Regions from separate parts of the Mus musculus genome. Here region 2 is linked to region 1. Evidence: chromatin contacts called from public promoter capture Hi-C data. All regions are on one chromosome and are shown on one strand. The core of a region is the stretch at or near the end of the contact, and the rest is flanking DNA. Distances in the headings are between cores, read along the strand shown. Region 1 holds the start of Slc29a2 (solute carrier family 29 (nucleoside transporters), member 2). Region 2 holds the start of Npas4 (neuronal PAS domain protein 4).

Region 1 (7,507 bases), core at 2,169-4,668:
TTACATCTTTCTGACAAAACAACTAAAGCCATCTCCTTAAACTTTCTTCCTAAAATTATTTTAATCAAATCAGGAATTCTATCAAGTCATCATTTCACCTAAACAGCATTAATTCATGAAAGTTCATCTTCATGCTAATCTGCAGGAAGTTTGCCCAACAGAGTGGGCCATCACCCAGGAAGTAATCACACCAGGCTACAGGCAGTGAGGGTCTCCTGGTGTCCACTCACACCAAGCCACATAAATGAGGACTATGGCAAAGACAAGCTGAGAAAGCACATCAGCCCCAAGAAGCAATCCTGGGACCAAGTCTCTGGGGCTGTGCTTCACTAGAGTGCGCCCATCAATGCTGAGCAAGATGGTAGGCAGGCTCCAGGGAGCTCAATTATCAGCTGCAACTCTTCCTGCATGGTGTCTGCCAATCCTCTGCAAGTGGATCAAATACAGCAAGTGCTCTTAAGCACTGAGCCATCACTCTAACTGGCACGGGAAAGGAACAAAACAAACAAACAAACAAACAACTTCTTTTGGGGAAATGAGCAGAGTTCGGTTCCCAGCACTCACATCAGACACCTTACACTCTTTCACAACTCTAGCTCCAGGGGATCTGTCTTAGTCAGTGCTCTATTGCTGAGAAGAGATACCATAGCCAAGGCAGCTCTTAAGCATTTAATTGGGACTGGCTTACAGTTTAGAGGTTTAGTCCATCCTCACGGTGGGGAGCATGGCTGCGTGCAGGCAGGCCTGGTGCTGCAGGAGCTGGGTCATACGGTTCACCCACTGCCTTGGATGTGCCACATTAGTGCAGGATTTGAAGGAGGGAGATTGAGTTGCCGTCCAGCTACTACACAGAGCTCTGTCCTGTAAATCTCAAACTGTGCTACAAATAAAACCAACATTTTTTTTTAAACCACCCTGATAATTTTCTGAACCTGGGCTGTAAGTCCACTTGACATGCAGACATAGTGAATTATCTGTAAGGTTTAAATATGCACAGCATTTTCCAGCAACTTGGCCAACTGTCTGCAGAGAGACAGCTGCATTGTTTCATTTGGAGTTTCGCCAAGCCTTGGTCTCCATTCCAGTATGGCACATCCTCAGGACACAGGATTTTTTGGGATTTTGCTTTTTTTGTTTTTTGTTTTTTTTGTTTTTTTTTTTTTGTTTGTTTTTTTGAGACAGGGCTTCTCTGTGTAGCCCTGGCTGTCCTGGAACTCACTTTGTAGACCAGGCTGGCCTTGAACTCAGAAATCCGCCTGCCTCTGCCTCCTGAGTGCTGGGATTAAAGGCGTGTGCCACCACGTCCGGCAAAATATTATTTATGTATTTATGTATGTGAGTGCACTGTAGCTGTCTTCAGACACACCAGAAGAGTGTGCATCAGAGCCCATTACAGATGGTGTGAGCCACCATGTGGTTGCTGGGAATTGAACTCAGGACCTGTGCGAGAGCAGTCAGTGCTCTTAACTGCTGAGCCATCTCTCCAGCCCACACCAGTGGCCTTTAAGAGTCTGCTTTTGGTGCCCCTGCCGTGTGTTTAAAACTGGTTTTATAAAGAGGGGCTAAGCTTGTGACTGCTTCATGTGTCTGAGCACTAACCAATCACATACTTATTATTTTATTACTAAGTGTTTTCCTTTCTTGCCTCCCTTAGGATGTCACTGTGCCATCAAAAATTGTCCTGCCTGGGTTCTGTTATGCACAGCATTTCGCCACAAAGTAGAAGCAAAATATTGGTTAATTACAGATCCCCAGTCAGGCTGAGCTGAGAATCTGAGGTAAAATCCAACTCCTCCCAGCCAAAGGGATCTATTAGTATGTCCCATAGTGTGCCAGCACTCTCCTGTCCCCGGTCCTGGTACAGGCCGTTCCTTCTCTGAAACGCCTCATCCCCTTCCATCCCAGCCCAAGACAACAGACTGCTCCCCAGACCCTCATCTCCATCTTCAAGATGGTGCCAGGGCAACATCCCACCCCCTGTCCCACTTTGACTCACTCTCCTATCACTGTCAAGTAGGAAACAGGTCAGTAATAGTTATTAGAATAAGCATTCGAAAAATGCAAGTGACTAACTGTGTGTAGGTAAAACTGTCGAGAGATGCTCAAGGCAGAGGGGATGAAGAGGCCTTGAAAACCTGTTAGAACTGAACTCAAGACTGTCCCTCTTGGCATAATGGAAGTCTGGAAAGAAAACTTAAAGAGTAACTGTCTTTCCCAGTGTAATCCATTGCTGTCTTTTCCCTAACGTCACCAGCTAGGGTTAGATGCAGCCCAGGGGTAAGAGTGTTTGCCTCGCATGCACAGGGCTCTGAGTTCAGTTCCCAGTACCACACAGTCATCTGCAGTCCACCATGATCTAAGGAACCACCTTCGATGAGCCAAGCCTGGTGGCTAGATTCCGGGAACAGGACAGAACAGGGATAGTAACAGCATGGTCTGGCTGATACATAGGAAAAACATTCTAAAAAACTATATTCTTTAGAAGACACACATTTATATAACCTTGTATATATATACTTTTATATATTCATATTTATTTGTATTTATTACTTAGAAGCACGTGTGCCACTGTGCTTGTGTGGAGGTTAGGGAACAATTTGCTGGAGTCGCTTCAGTTTTTCTAACATATGGGTCCTGGGCGTGGCCTCGGGGCATCAGGCTTGGCAGCAAACGCTCTCACCAGTCCACATAAATATATTTCTTTTTCTTTTTTTTTTTTTTTTTTTCGTTTTTTTGAGACAGGGTTTCTCTGTATAGTCCTGAATATATCCTGGAACTCACTCTGTGGACCAGACTGGCCTCGGACTCAGAAATCCGCCTGCCTCTGCCTCCCAAATGCTGGGATTAAAGGCGTGCGCCACCACGCCTAGTGAAAATTAGGTTTTTAAGCACTCCTGAGGGTGGCAGTGGCGACTACAGGGGAGGGGGCCGAACGTCACCTGGGCCACGATTCCCTCCAGAGCCTTTGTTCAATCCTCCTTGTTGGACCCAGGTACCGTAGGAGGGCCTATCTGTCCGTCTTCCACATATGTTGGGGATTTTCGTTTGCAAAAGTGCCTCGACCTCTGGGGGAACTCCCTCGGAGCACCGCGCTGGGACCTTCTGCGACAATTGATGACACTGGCTTCTTCCTTCTGGTCGGACTTACTTCCTAATCTGCTTAGAGCTTAGAGGGCTCCAAACCTTAGAACACGCCAAGAGGAAGAACCTCCCAGCTAGATCGACTGTGCCCAACAACCACCGGACCCCTTCCCTCCTGCGCAGTCCTTATCCCTTCCCCAGAGATTCCGGACCCGTGCCTAAGGAGAAGACGGGTGCGAGGCGAAGGGACGGCGGTGAGACACAGCTTCAGGCGCGGAAGCAAGCTAGAAGGCGGAACCTAATACCCTAAAGGCACAGCCACCAGCGAGGCGGAGTCTGGAGAGCGGGCGTCCGGGGGAGGGGAGCAATGGCTCTTTGTTCCCGCCCTGGAGGCGGAGCCGAGGTCCGAGCCTGCAAAACGTGGTCCGCAGTGTAACCCAACCCCGACCCTCCGCTACGGCGCTCCGACCTTGGGATTCCTGGACACCGACCAGCGTCGCTCTCCTTCGGCCTCCCAGCCCTGCGTAGGCGCAGGTGCAGCCGCCTTCTGTGGGCCTGGTGCAATAGGACTGCGGCAACCATGGCGCGGGGAAACGCCCCTCGGGACAGGTGAGGTGGGAACCCATGTGCTGCGTACCGTGGCCCAGGTGGCCACGAGCCTTTGAATTCCCGCTCGTCTTGATGCTCCTGGGCTCAAAGACGAACGGGACTACAATTCCCATCAGCCGATTCCCTTAGCTGCTTGAGCCAGGGTGATGGGGATTGTAGTCCGTTCTACTGAGGGGCGGCTAGGGCGGCCCAGGCGTACGTCCTCGGGGTGACCTTCTGATTGATCCCCACAGCTACCACCTGGTTGGGATCAGCTTCTTCATTCTGGGACTGGGCACCCTTCTCCCCTGGAACTTCTTCATTACCGCCATCCCGGTGAGACCCGCGGCCGCTGGGCAACCTCATGGCCACAAACCAACATCCCTCCAGCCGTCTTGAACTGAGCCACTTTCCTCACCAGGCCACTTACTACAGCTCAGCCTGTCAGGGACAGCACCAAGCCTCATAGAGGGAACCGCCTCTCCCCTGGCTAGGCAAACTTTTAGGAAGGTACAGATCTCAGAGGTGCAGGGCCATCCACGTAGGGAGTCTGACCAGCAAAGGAGTTTCCATCCCATGCCCTTTGTCGTTATTTTTGGCCAGTCACTCCAAAGTGTCTTTTTTCCAAGCCTTTGGCTTTCTTTGCAATGACATGAGTTACAGTCATTCAACTAATAATTAATGAGCAACTACTGTAGACAGATGTGGAGGAAGGCCCGATTCCCCAAAGCATGCATTCTTTTATAGAAAGGCAGAAATCTATAGCTTGTTTTCTCCTTTTTGTTTTATTGTTGTTGTTGTTTTCGTTTTTTTCGAGACAGGGTTTCTCTGTGTAGCCCTGGCTGTCCTAGAACTCACTCTGTAGACCAGGCTGGCCTCGAACTCAGAGATCTGCCTGCCTCTGCCTTCTGAGTGCTGGGATTAAAGGCGTGCATCACCACTGCCTAACTTTTGTGTTTTCTTTAGAATAGGGTTATTCAAACATATTCAGTGGGTTAACTTCCCAGGTGTCTGTGGAGTGCTGGCATCGGTGCTGGACCCTGATACCCAAAGATGGATCAGCTACTGAATCTGAGAGACACAGAGCCAGGGCTATTAATAATGAAACAAGACACGTGCCAGGCCATTCCACCCTGAAGCAGAGAGCTATAAAGGTTCTCAAAAGAAATTTCTTCTGCTTCATAGAAAAGATTTGTAAATTAGGAACTGAGCAGACAAAGGGTGGAAGCAAAGCGCATCCTATTTAGAGAAAGATCTGGAGCCTGCAGCTTACCAGAATGGAAGGATGCTAAACCGTGAGGTCTGCCTTGCAGGCAGGGTACGCATAAGAGTGCTGGGCTCTGTGTGCCCGAGAAAACGGATTGGCTTAGTTCCCAAGCTAAGGCCTCGCATACAGTAGATGTTCAATAAGTACCCATGGAATGAATAAGGGTTGAGGTGGTTATAGCAGGGGAATGGAGGCTAGGTCCAGGACACTGAAAAGGAGATGGAACCCAGAGATGCAGCAAGACCTTGGGCTCAGGCGCAGCAGTTAGCCATCTTTAATCCCAGCACTCTGGAGGCAGAGGCAGGCAGATTTCTGAGTTCAAGGCCAGCCTGGTCTACAAAGTGAGTTCCAGGACAGCCAGGGCTATACAGAGAAACCCTGTCTCGAAAAAAAAAAACAAACAAAGACAGCCCCACAGATGTTAACCAAACAAAGATGCTCAATTGACAAGTGTGGGGGGGTGCTTTCTGACCTTACACTGTCTACACCGTCTCTGTGTGGCAGTACTTCCAGGGGCGGTTAGCAGGGACCAACAGCAGTGCTGAGACCATGGGCACCAACCACACCAGTCCCACAGACACTTTCAACTTCAACAACTGGGTGACACTGCTGTCCCAGCTGCCTCTACTGCTCTTCACGCTCCTCAACTCCTTCCTGTATCAGTGGTGAGAACCAGCCCCAACCACCCTCTCCCTGTCACAGTCACAGAGGCCCGGGACACCTCCTGCTCCTCTCCTTCCCTGCTCCCACCTCATCACTCCAGCTCCCCTGCCCTGCCCCCTCTGCCATCTGCTCCTGGTGGCCCCCTGATGTCCTCTGCCCTCTTCTGAGCAGCATCCCCGAGTCGGTGCGGATTCTGGGCAGCCTGCTGGCCATACTACTGCTCTTTGCCCTGACAGCAGCGTTGGTGAAGGTGGACTTGAGCCCTGGGCTGTTCTTCTCTGTCACCATGGCGTCCGTCTGGTTCATCAATTGTAAGCACATCTCCGTCCGGCTCCCCCACCCCACCCTCTCGTGCAGGAACAGCCGAGCAGATCCTTTAAAGGAAGACAATACCGTCATCACCCAAATCCCCAGACAAGAAAATGGGCCCAAAGAGAGGAAAAGACACTTGTCTAGGAACCATAGTGACATAGGGAGACCTCCTAGTCAGAAGCCCCACAGACCAATGGTTATGTCTCAAAAGAGAAACAGGCTGGGTGTGGTGGTGCATAACTTTAATCCCAGCACTTGGGAGGCGGAGGCAAGAGATCTCTGAGTTCAAGATCATCCTGGTCTAGATGATGACTTCCGGGCTAGCCAAGGCTACATGGTGATGCCCTGTCTCAAATAAATAAATAAGAAAAATAGATGGGGGACATCCTACTAGATTGCCCTAAGTCCCCAGGGAAACCCACACTTGCCTAGCCTAGACTGCAGCGCCCCATGCACCTGATGGATGCTTCCTCTCGGATGCTGCTGTGGCTGTCTGAGTGTTGGTCCCCTCCATGTCTCTCCACAGCCTTCTGTGCCGTGCTTCAAGGCAGCCTCTTTGGGCAGCTGGGTACCATGCCTTCTACCTACAGCACCCTCTTCCTCAGTGGCCAGGGCCTGGCTGGGATCTTCGCTGCCCTTGCTATGCTCATGTCCTTGGCCAGTGAGTGCACCTGGGGGTCTGGAGGGCTGGGTAGAAAGAGCAGACACAGGAGGAGGGTGCCTGGGTTATGGGGTGGAGGCTGAGGGAAAGGACCCTTGGGCTTTGCATTGAGGGACAATGATGCTACAGAAAACTGGGACTGGGAGACTTGTGTCTCCTTGGCAGCTAAACTTTCTGTCCCAGGTGGCGTGGATGCCCAGACCTCTGCTCTTGGATACTTCATCACACCCTGTGTGGGCATCCTCCTCTCCATCGTATGTTACCTCAGCCTGCCTCATCTGGTAAGCCTGCCACAGGGCTTAGGTTATGCACCACCTTAGGGAATTTTGGATAAAACCCTGGAAGAGGCGAAGGGAGAGAAAAGTTGACTGGGGGACCTCAGCCTCCCAGCCAGGGGGGGGATGTGGGGGGTAGGCATACACAGAAGGGTGGGGGGTGGGTAAGCATACACAGAAGGGTGTGGGGTAGGTAGGCATACACAGAGGCCTTGCGCAGGACTGACTTGTTGATCCTTCTGCAGAAGTTTGCCCGTTACTACCTGACCGAGAAGCTGTCTCAGGCTCCAACTCAGGAGCTGGAGACTAAAGCTGAGCTCCTCCAAGCTGGTAAGCCCCAGGATCCTTGAGGGGATGTGGGAGAGACCCAGAGGAAATTCAGGTACACTCTCCTGGGAAGTCTTCCCTTCTGTCCTCCCAGTAGCTCATCCCTTTGAGCCTTGTGAGAGCAGAAGCAGGCCATGAAGGGAAGCCATCCCTGCTACCCTGTGGTTCAGTTTCCTCTTGAACAAAATGGAGAAGCAGGAGAGAGCATTTTGGATCCACGAGCTCTACTAAGCCTTGGGCAGATCGCTCTAGGCTCCATTTCCATGTTATTACTGTTGTCTTGGTAACAGGATCTTTCTACATTGGCCGGACTGGCCTCAGACTCAGAAATCT
Region 2 (7,507 bases), core at 1,895-4,394, 34 kb before region 1:
GAAGGCACAGCCTCCTGGCTGGTGGGGTGTGTAAGGTGGAGTACACACCAAATCCTTGCTCAGGTCTGCTTGGAGGGAAGGCTCAGGCCTAGCAGGGAATGGCAGGTAACTGAAGTCCAGCTCTTTGGAGGGTTGGGGAAGCTCTTCTGGTGTTGAGATCACACCTAGTTCAGGAGCCCTGGGGAAGCTGGCACTTCTAGGAGTCCCCAGGGATGGTGTAAAGAGTGGATTAGAGCATTGCTCCTGGGAGAAGACATTCTCAGAGAATGAGGGTAGCACAGCTGGGGTTCCTAGGACATAGGCTGCCTGGGTGTCTTCAGAGTTTAGCTGCTGGCGGAGGCTCCAGGCTTCCGTGTCACTGGAAAGGGAAGAGGTGGCAGCTTGTAAGGGTCTGCTGTCCATTACCAGAGTAGTTTTCTTCGTTGCATTTCTTCTATGCTGACCTCAGCTCCCCTCCCCTCTCCGCCATCTTGTATCTTACAGCTTACCTGATAGGGTAGTTATTGGCAGTAAAAGGGCCTTCTGGACCTTCTGAGTATAGCATGCAGTAAATCCATGTCCAGCCTCCATGCTTGGCTTGAAGTCTCACCACCATTTCAGCCTGAATATCTCCACTTTCAGCCACTGGGGAGAAAAAAGGAATACCGGATTAGAAGGTCCATCAATCAACACCACCTACACACCCACCTTTCTTACCTCTACACTGAATTGAGGGAGCCATGACATATTCTCTTCTAACTACCCTAACCTGTACCTCTAGGCTCCCCACTTGACCTTATCACACAGTGTTTTCTAACTCTGTCCTATTCTTGCCTTGACTTCTCATCCTCAAGCTCACTCTGTAGCCTCCGAAACTCCTTAACATCAGTTTGGACCACAGCCAGTCCCTGGCCTGTCTCCCATGCTTTCTCCCAGCTTCCTGTGTTATGCACGGCCTCTCAGGACACTCACACAGGCGGTAGTGTTGAGAAGAAGCTTGGGCCAGGTCCTCGGGGTGTAGCAGTCCATACCATGATTTACAGAGCAGTTCGCTGCGCTCAAAGCCCAGGTAGATTAGGACACTGGGAAGGTGGAAATGATGAGGTCAGCTTTCTGTTTACCTTACTCAAAATGCATGCACTTCACTCCCTCCCATGCTCTCTGCCCACTTAAGCCCCATCCTCCCTGCCCTGAATCTAAGATCACGAATCTAAAGTTCCCTTCTTTCTGGCCTCCCTTCTTACTGGAGTTTGAACACTTTGGGCTTACCTTTCAGAAACGTCCAGTAGGGCTAGGTCCTTAGCATGCCGGCTCTGGAACATGGCCAGGAAGAGAGAAGCAGGACCAGGGCCAGGGCCAGGGCCGGGGCCAGGGCGGGGTCTTGGCTCCAGTGGGGCGCAGAAAGCGGTGAACACAGGGTTTCCTGCCCAGTAGGCCCCAGGTGGGTGAGCATGGAATCGACCTCGAATAAGCACCAGTTTGTTTCCTGAACTCTGGCGCCGGAGGGACTTGGAGGTGTTGAATCGACAACGGAAAAGGCGATCTAGGTGAGCAAAAGGAAAAACTGACTAAGAGGGTGGGCATTGGAGGAGAGTAGATAGTTAGGGCAGGGCAGCAGAGGAGTAAACTGAAGAACCGAGAGGAGGTTCTTACCAGCATCCAGAGCAGAGGGCATGGTGAGCTGCTGGCGCACAGTGAGATGGTCAGCAGGGTCAATGATATCGTAGATACTGTCGCCCTGGGCAACCAGGTCCACCTAGAAAGGAGAAGTGATCATTAGTGAAGGCAGCAAGAGCCTATCTGCAACCAATGATTTTTCTTAGGGAAGACTCCCCCACACTCGCCTCTAATAACTCTGTTTTCAGTAGTGAGAGGCTCATTTTATCTCACATATACCCCAACTTGAGATGCAAGGACTTTTAGTACTCACCATAGAGTGGCCCAGATGCTCGCTCACACTCTCCGACAGGTATAGCAACTTCCCCTCAGCTGTGAATACAAGGAGAAATCCAGGTAGTGCTGCCACAATGTCTTCAAGCTCTTGAGCAGAGAGAAGCCCGGTGGGGCCAGCCAAAGGAGTGCCTGTAGGGTGAGAAGATGTGGTGAGTCAGGATAAGAATCAGGGACAACACAGAAATAAAGAGAACATCTTTTGAGTCTTGGAGAAGACACAGGAAATTCCCATAGACCTATTTCTGCCAACACCTGTTGACCCTATGCTTGTGGATCTTGGCCAGGAGACCTGTTGCTAAAACTATCTAGCCAGGGAGCCCCTGGACTTCCAAGCCTGGCCGGAACCTCAGCAGCCCTCTGCTGTCAGCACTGTGGACAGAGCTCTCCCGAAAGGACTGGGATTCAGCACCGCGGACAGCTCCTGCGAAAAGGGGCTATGGCCATTTCAGCACCGCGGGCAGCGCCAGAAAGGGTGATGGCTTCAGGACGTCGAACAGCTCCAGAGCGCATAGAAAGACCCTCTCAGCATTTTCTAGCACAAGCTACTCTTCCTCATACTTTGCCTTTGCAGGCTTTCCCTGTAGCTTGCCAGGCTTCCTTCCGTACCCTCCCCGGATTCCTGGAGTGCCTCTGAGGCAATGGGAGCCTGGACCATTCTGTTTTAGCGCTCTATCTCACACAAATCCAGTGCTAGGACTATCGTTTAGGCTAGTCTAGATGGAGCTCAGAAGAAAAAGTAGGAAGTCCAGGGTCCCCTCAAGTCCCTTCTCTCCACAGGCTTCCAGCACGCTGTGCTAGACAAGCGGCAGTTTTAGCACATTCCCTCAGCTCCTCCATCCCTGGTCCCCGTCAGCTCTGGTCTCCGGTAGCCCAAGCTGCTCACCTCCAGCAAAGAAGACACCCTTGCGAGTGTAGATGCAGGCAAGACTCATGATGTGCAGGTAGGACAGCCGGACCTTGTCCGCTTCAGCCAACGGCAGCAGCTCCTTGAGGTTCCGAATCTCGGCGTTGATCTGGTCGCGGCGCGCCTTGGAGGCGCCCTTGGTGGATCGGTACATGACTGCCGGCTGTGGAGCTCCAGCTCCGGCTCCCGAGCACCTGCGATCCTTTCCCGATGCACCGGAGGCTTCCTCTTCCTTGCTTCCCGGTCTTTTCGCTCAGGCTCTTGCTCGCTCTCGCTCCACTCCTGGGCTCCGCTCGGCAGCGCTGCCCCCCTCGCCTGCCTCGATCCGCCTTATATAGCTCCTGACAGGCGTGGGGGGCTCGTTTTTAGAGACGGGGGGGGCAGCGGGAGGCGGGAGGCTGGGCTAAAGCAAGCTGCAGAGGGAGCCACTGGCTGGGGAGGGGGGGTGCTCCTCCTCCCTCCCAGACTTCCGACGTCATCCCGTGACGTCGAACGGGAGAGGGAGGGGGCGGGGGAAGGGGGAGAAGGGAGGGTGCAGAGGGGGCCGGCTGGCAAGAGCTGTGCAGAGCCAGGAATGGGGTGCAGGGACCCAGGTTTTCCATTACATTCTATTAGGAGGAGGAACAGTACATGGATTAGGGTGGTCTGAAGCCCTTAACAAGAGAGTTTGTAGAAGGCAAAGCGAGGCTGCTATCAACATAGATTTTTCTAAGGAGGCAAAGGATGAGAAGGGGCTTGGTCCTCTGCCAATTTGCCGCCATCTGCCAGGCAGGGGTCGAAATTACATGAGGGACTTTCCTTGGCTTTTGGGGAGGGGCTAGGTCACAACTGGGGGTCTTTTCTGGGGTCTATTCAATCTGAAAGTCCCTTAGCCAGTTTCAAATAAATAATTCCTTCTTCGCCTCCATGCCCTGACCTGAGGGTCTAAATCTCCAGGATAGGGTGGAATGGTGGTCCTGTGGAGAAGAGACCACTTGAATTCGGTCTTGATCATATTTCCTTAGCACCATAGGAACACAAACATCTCCACTGTGATCTGCAGGGATTCCTTTTTCCTCTATTAGTTCATCTTAGCCACCTGTCGGGGAAACTGAGGCAAAGACCCAGGGCCTGGTGAGGATCTGGATGTGTGTTTGAACCTCTCCCACGATCCCCTCCCGCTTGTCAGCCCCCAAGACGAGCTGTTCCCCCGCCCTCTTGCGAGCCCCAGTCTCTCCGGCGGGCTGGGGGGCGGGGGCGGGGCCGGGGGAATCCCAGCTCCATATTAGGACAGGAATCCTCCGGCGGCTGCGGCGGCGGCAGCGGCGGGCGGGGCCTACCGGCCTCCGCACAGCTCTAGAAAGCTCTCCCCACTGCTTCAGCCGGGAAGAGGGGGAGGCTGCCAAGTAGCCAGGGTCTGCTGTGCCCTCAGTGGCTGCTGCACCTACCCAAGACCCTTTAATTCTGCCAGAGTCCCCTCCCCATCTCCCTTCAATTCTTGCTCCATCTTTAGCTCCAGGGCTCCTCGTTCTGCCTGTGCACTTGTCACTGAGTGAGCGCACAACATACACCTTTCTTTTTTTTTTTTTCCTTCGTTCATTGAGCGTTGGACAGTCTATCTCGGCTTTGTGGGCGCCCCCCACCCCCACCCCTCTAATTTGCACCTTTGGTTTAACTACCTGTCATGTCAGGCTTGTCTTTGTAGTGTGGCCTTTGCATCACCCCACCCCTCCAGACACACACCCCCACACACACCTTTCTTCAGTCACTTACATGCGATTGCTGTCTACACAGGGTATGGGAGCCCTTTTTTTATCCCACAACCATTTCACAAAGGACTAGAGAAACTTTTTGCCCAAAATTTCATTTAGAGTAGGAACATATAAAAGCACTTTTAGAGCCTGAAAAACAAGACCATTTAAAAAGTTGAGGGAAGCCGGGCGTGGTGGCACACGCCTTTAATCCCAGCACTTGGGAGGCAGAGGCAAGCAGATTTCTGAGTTCGAGGCCAGCCTGGTCTACAAAGTGAGTTCCAGGACAGCCAAGGCTACACAGAGAAACCCTGTCTCAAAAAACAAAAACACACAAACAAACAGAACAAAAAACAAAAAAAAATTGGGAGAGAGGGACAGAACTGGCTGCAGAAAGTTAGAGATGAACTTTGACACCAAGGAGAAAAGTTTGTGGTCAAGAAACCCCTGTTCTTCATGGAAAGGGGTGATAGCAAGAGAGGCAACGTGGAGTGAAAAGCAGGGGGTATGGGAAGAGGGTACTTTGGTGACCAGGGCCATGGCTTAGTAGGAGTTCACACTTCTATCATGCTCAAGACTTGAGTGCACTCCCTAGTAATGCCGGGGAGGGGCGGGGAGAGGTTCATGGTTGTAGAGCCCCTATCCTAATATTTTGTACAATTTTAGTTCAGATAGAAAGCATCTACATATACAACCATGTAGCCAGCCAGTGGTATAGCTGAGATGGAGAAAATGGTGTGTGTCTGTAAGACACTGTTTCCAACCTTATGGGTGACAGAAATGGTTTCTTCAGGATGTATTTCTCTCTGGCATGTTTCATCCTTATTAACTCTGATATCCCCACTCAACACCACCACTCCCTGTTCCATTCTCTTCCCTTGGTTTTTGGATTCTCTTTCCATATGCAAATCCAAGATGGAGTTTCTAGATTAGTTTCCCAAAGCTGAGGATGAAACCAGGGCTCTGTGTATGCTAGACAACCATTCTATCTCTGGGGTTCATCTCTGCCCTGTCTTCCTCACAGACAGGTGCTTTAAGCCCTGGCCAGGAGACGTTCTTGATATCTCCTCCACAATAAGTTGCATCTCTCTGCTGGGTCCACAGCTGGTCTCCAAGCAATTTAAGCAGACCTGGAAGGGGGAGGGGGGGGGGGGATGTTGTCGCTGTCCGTGGTGCTGAATGTTGCCTTCCCACTCAGAATGGTCGTGGTTTGCCTGTGACATCAAAGCCGAGCTGGGCCTCGGGATAGATGAGAATGGCATCCCGATGCTGTCATCCTCCTCATTGAGAATACATATGGGCTATTTACAGGTGTGGCTGTCAAGACTCCTCGGTTCTAGGAATTAGTTAAGCTTGGAAAGAAAATTGGGCTCAAGGGAGGAATCCTTGGATTTTTCCAGGAGGATGGACTAGGGATAAGGAACGTTGGAAGGGGAGAAGGTTCTAGAAAGGGGCAAGGGAGGGGGTAGGGAAGGGATCATCTTAGTTCGACTACTCTGATTCAAGTTGAGAAGCTCTGTATGCCCCCAATGTCTCCTCTCCCTAGGCCAGCTCCCACTCCTCTTGCCTCCCACCTCCATGAAACTATTTTTAACTGTGCAGAACCAAAAATAGCCTGGCAGCAGCTTCAGGCCGTGGGAGAAGAGCTATTTATATCACCAGTGACGGTTCCGAAATAGCAAGCAGGAGGAGGGGGGCGGCTGGCACGCTAGAGAGCTCCTGGCCGCTGCTAAAAATACTGTCAGTGTGAGTCATCCTGGCCTGGCTGAGTCACCCCACTCTCTCCCCCCCCAAGCGGCAGGCGGCGGCAGCAGCAGCAGCAAAACAGAATTGGAAGCCTGAGATGGGGGAGGTATCACAGCCTTTGGTTATGGGAAAGTGGACAAAGTTGGGAGAGGGGCTTTGGGGTGTGTGTGTGTGTGTGTGTGTGTGTGTGTGTGTGTGTGTGTGTGTGTAGAAGCAATAGGTGGGGGTTACAAGATATTCACAGCCAAACTTACTGGGTGAACATGCAGCATTTGCAGATCTGCCTTCCTGCTATAGGAAGCTTGAGCAACTGAAGGGGGAAAGGGGAGTGTGTGTGTGAGCGCACACGAGTGTGTGCACTTGAATGAGGCTGTGTTGCATGTTCTATGTCTGCATCCAAACCTATCTGTCTGGATACACTTATCTATCTGCATCCATGTATCTATTTGCCTGTGTTTTGATGATAGGCTCTGCATCCTTGTGTGTCTACATATCTGCCAGTACCTGCATCTGTGTTTTTATTTGTCTGTTTTATTTCTCTAAGTCTCTGCCTTTCTGTGTTGTATGCAGTTTTGCGGTTTTGCCTAATATATTTGCTTTTATACCTCTCTGTGTGTTTGTGTCCATATATGAGTCTGCCTTGAGCCTTTTCTTCAGCGTTAGGTGGTTTGTGCTGACTGTGCTTCCTGAGACTCCGTGCACCTTTGGTTGCCCACTAGGACGCCATTCGTTGGTTTTTGCACCATCTATCCTTTGTTCCCCTCTCTCCACCAAACATCCTTTTTTCTAACTCTTAGCCTCTAACAGTTTGCAAAGGCCTCTCTGCTGCACACAATCTCTGCAATGGAGGAAAACAAGTTCACAGGAGCACCCTTCTCTGGAACCATCCAGAACCTTCTCTGGCCTGCAGGAGTGCATGGTTTTCTATCACTCCATATTTGGGGAGCTGATAGAAGGGCTTTCTTTAGTTCTAAAAAAATTGCTGGTGTGGGCATAGGCATGTGTAGCACGCACATACACACAGGCACACACACAACTGAGAGAATGAGAGAGAAAAAATATCAAGGTCCCTTCTTTACTGAGCAGAGCTCGCATCTGTTGCCATGGAAACCCACCCACTCCTTCCCCGAAAAACCACCAAGAAGAGGTGATGGCATCGTGAAGGGATTGGCTGATTCCTTTCTTTATTTTTTTC

What was found. Capture Hi-C pulls out chosen DNA fragments and counts their contacts.
Region 2: a promoter capture Hi-C map of adipose tissue shows a contact between it and region 1. A contact is called at or near these places in 5 of 39 promoter capture datasets (3T3-L1-derived adipocytes, the HPC-7 cell line, maxillary cranial neural crest and 2 more), 19 of 484 Hi-C or Micro-C datasets (the AML12 cell line, the AtT-20 cell line, B cells and 13 more), 20 of 130 datasets of targeted methods (CD8 T cells, the NIH/3T3 cell line, the SCID.adh cell line and 10 more) and 2 of 9 other capture datasets (adipose tissue and liver).

Annotation. Positions count from the first base shown.
Region 1 is chr19:5,020,588-5,028,094 of GRCm38.p6, forward strand. Slc29a2 (solute carrier family 29 (nucleoside transporters), member 2) reads left to right here and starts at 3,419. Exons shown (of 12, transcript NM_007854.3): 1 at 3,419-3,690; 2 at 3,924-4,005; 3 at 5,441-5,601; 4 at 5,771-5,910; 5 at 6,438-6,572; 6 at 6,756-6,853; 7 at 7,093-7,177. The coding sequence starts at 3,662.
Region 2 is chr19:4,986,827-4,994,333 of GRCm38.p6, forward strand. It overlaps Npas4 (neuronal PAS domain protein 4), which reads right to left and starts at 3,145. Exons shown (of 8, transcript NM_153553.5): 1 at 2,816-3,145; 2 at 1,910-2,061; 3 at 1,633-1,735; 4 at 1,249-1,522; 5 at 952-1,061; 6 at 489-624; 7 at 1-358. The coding sequence starts at 2,990.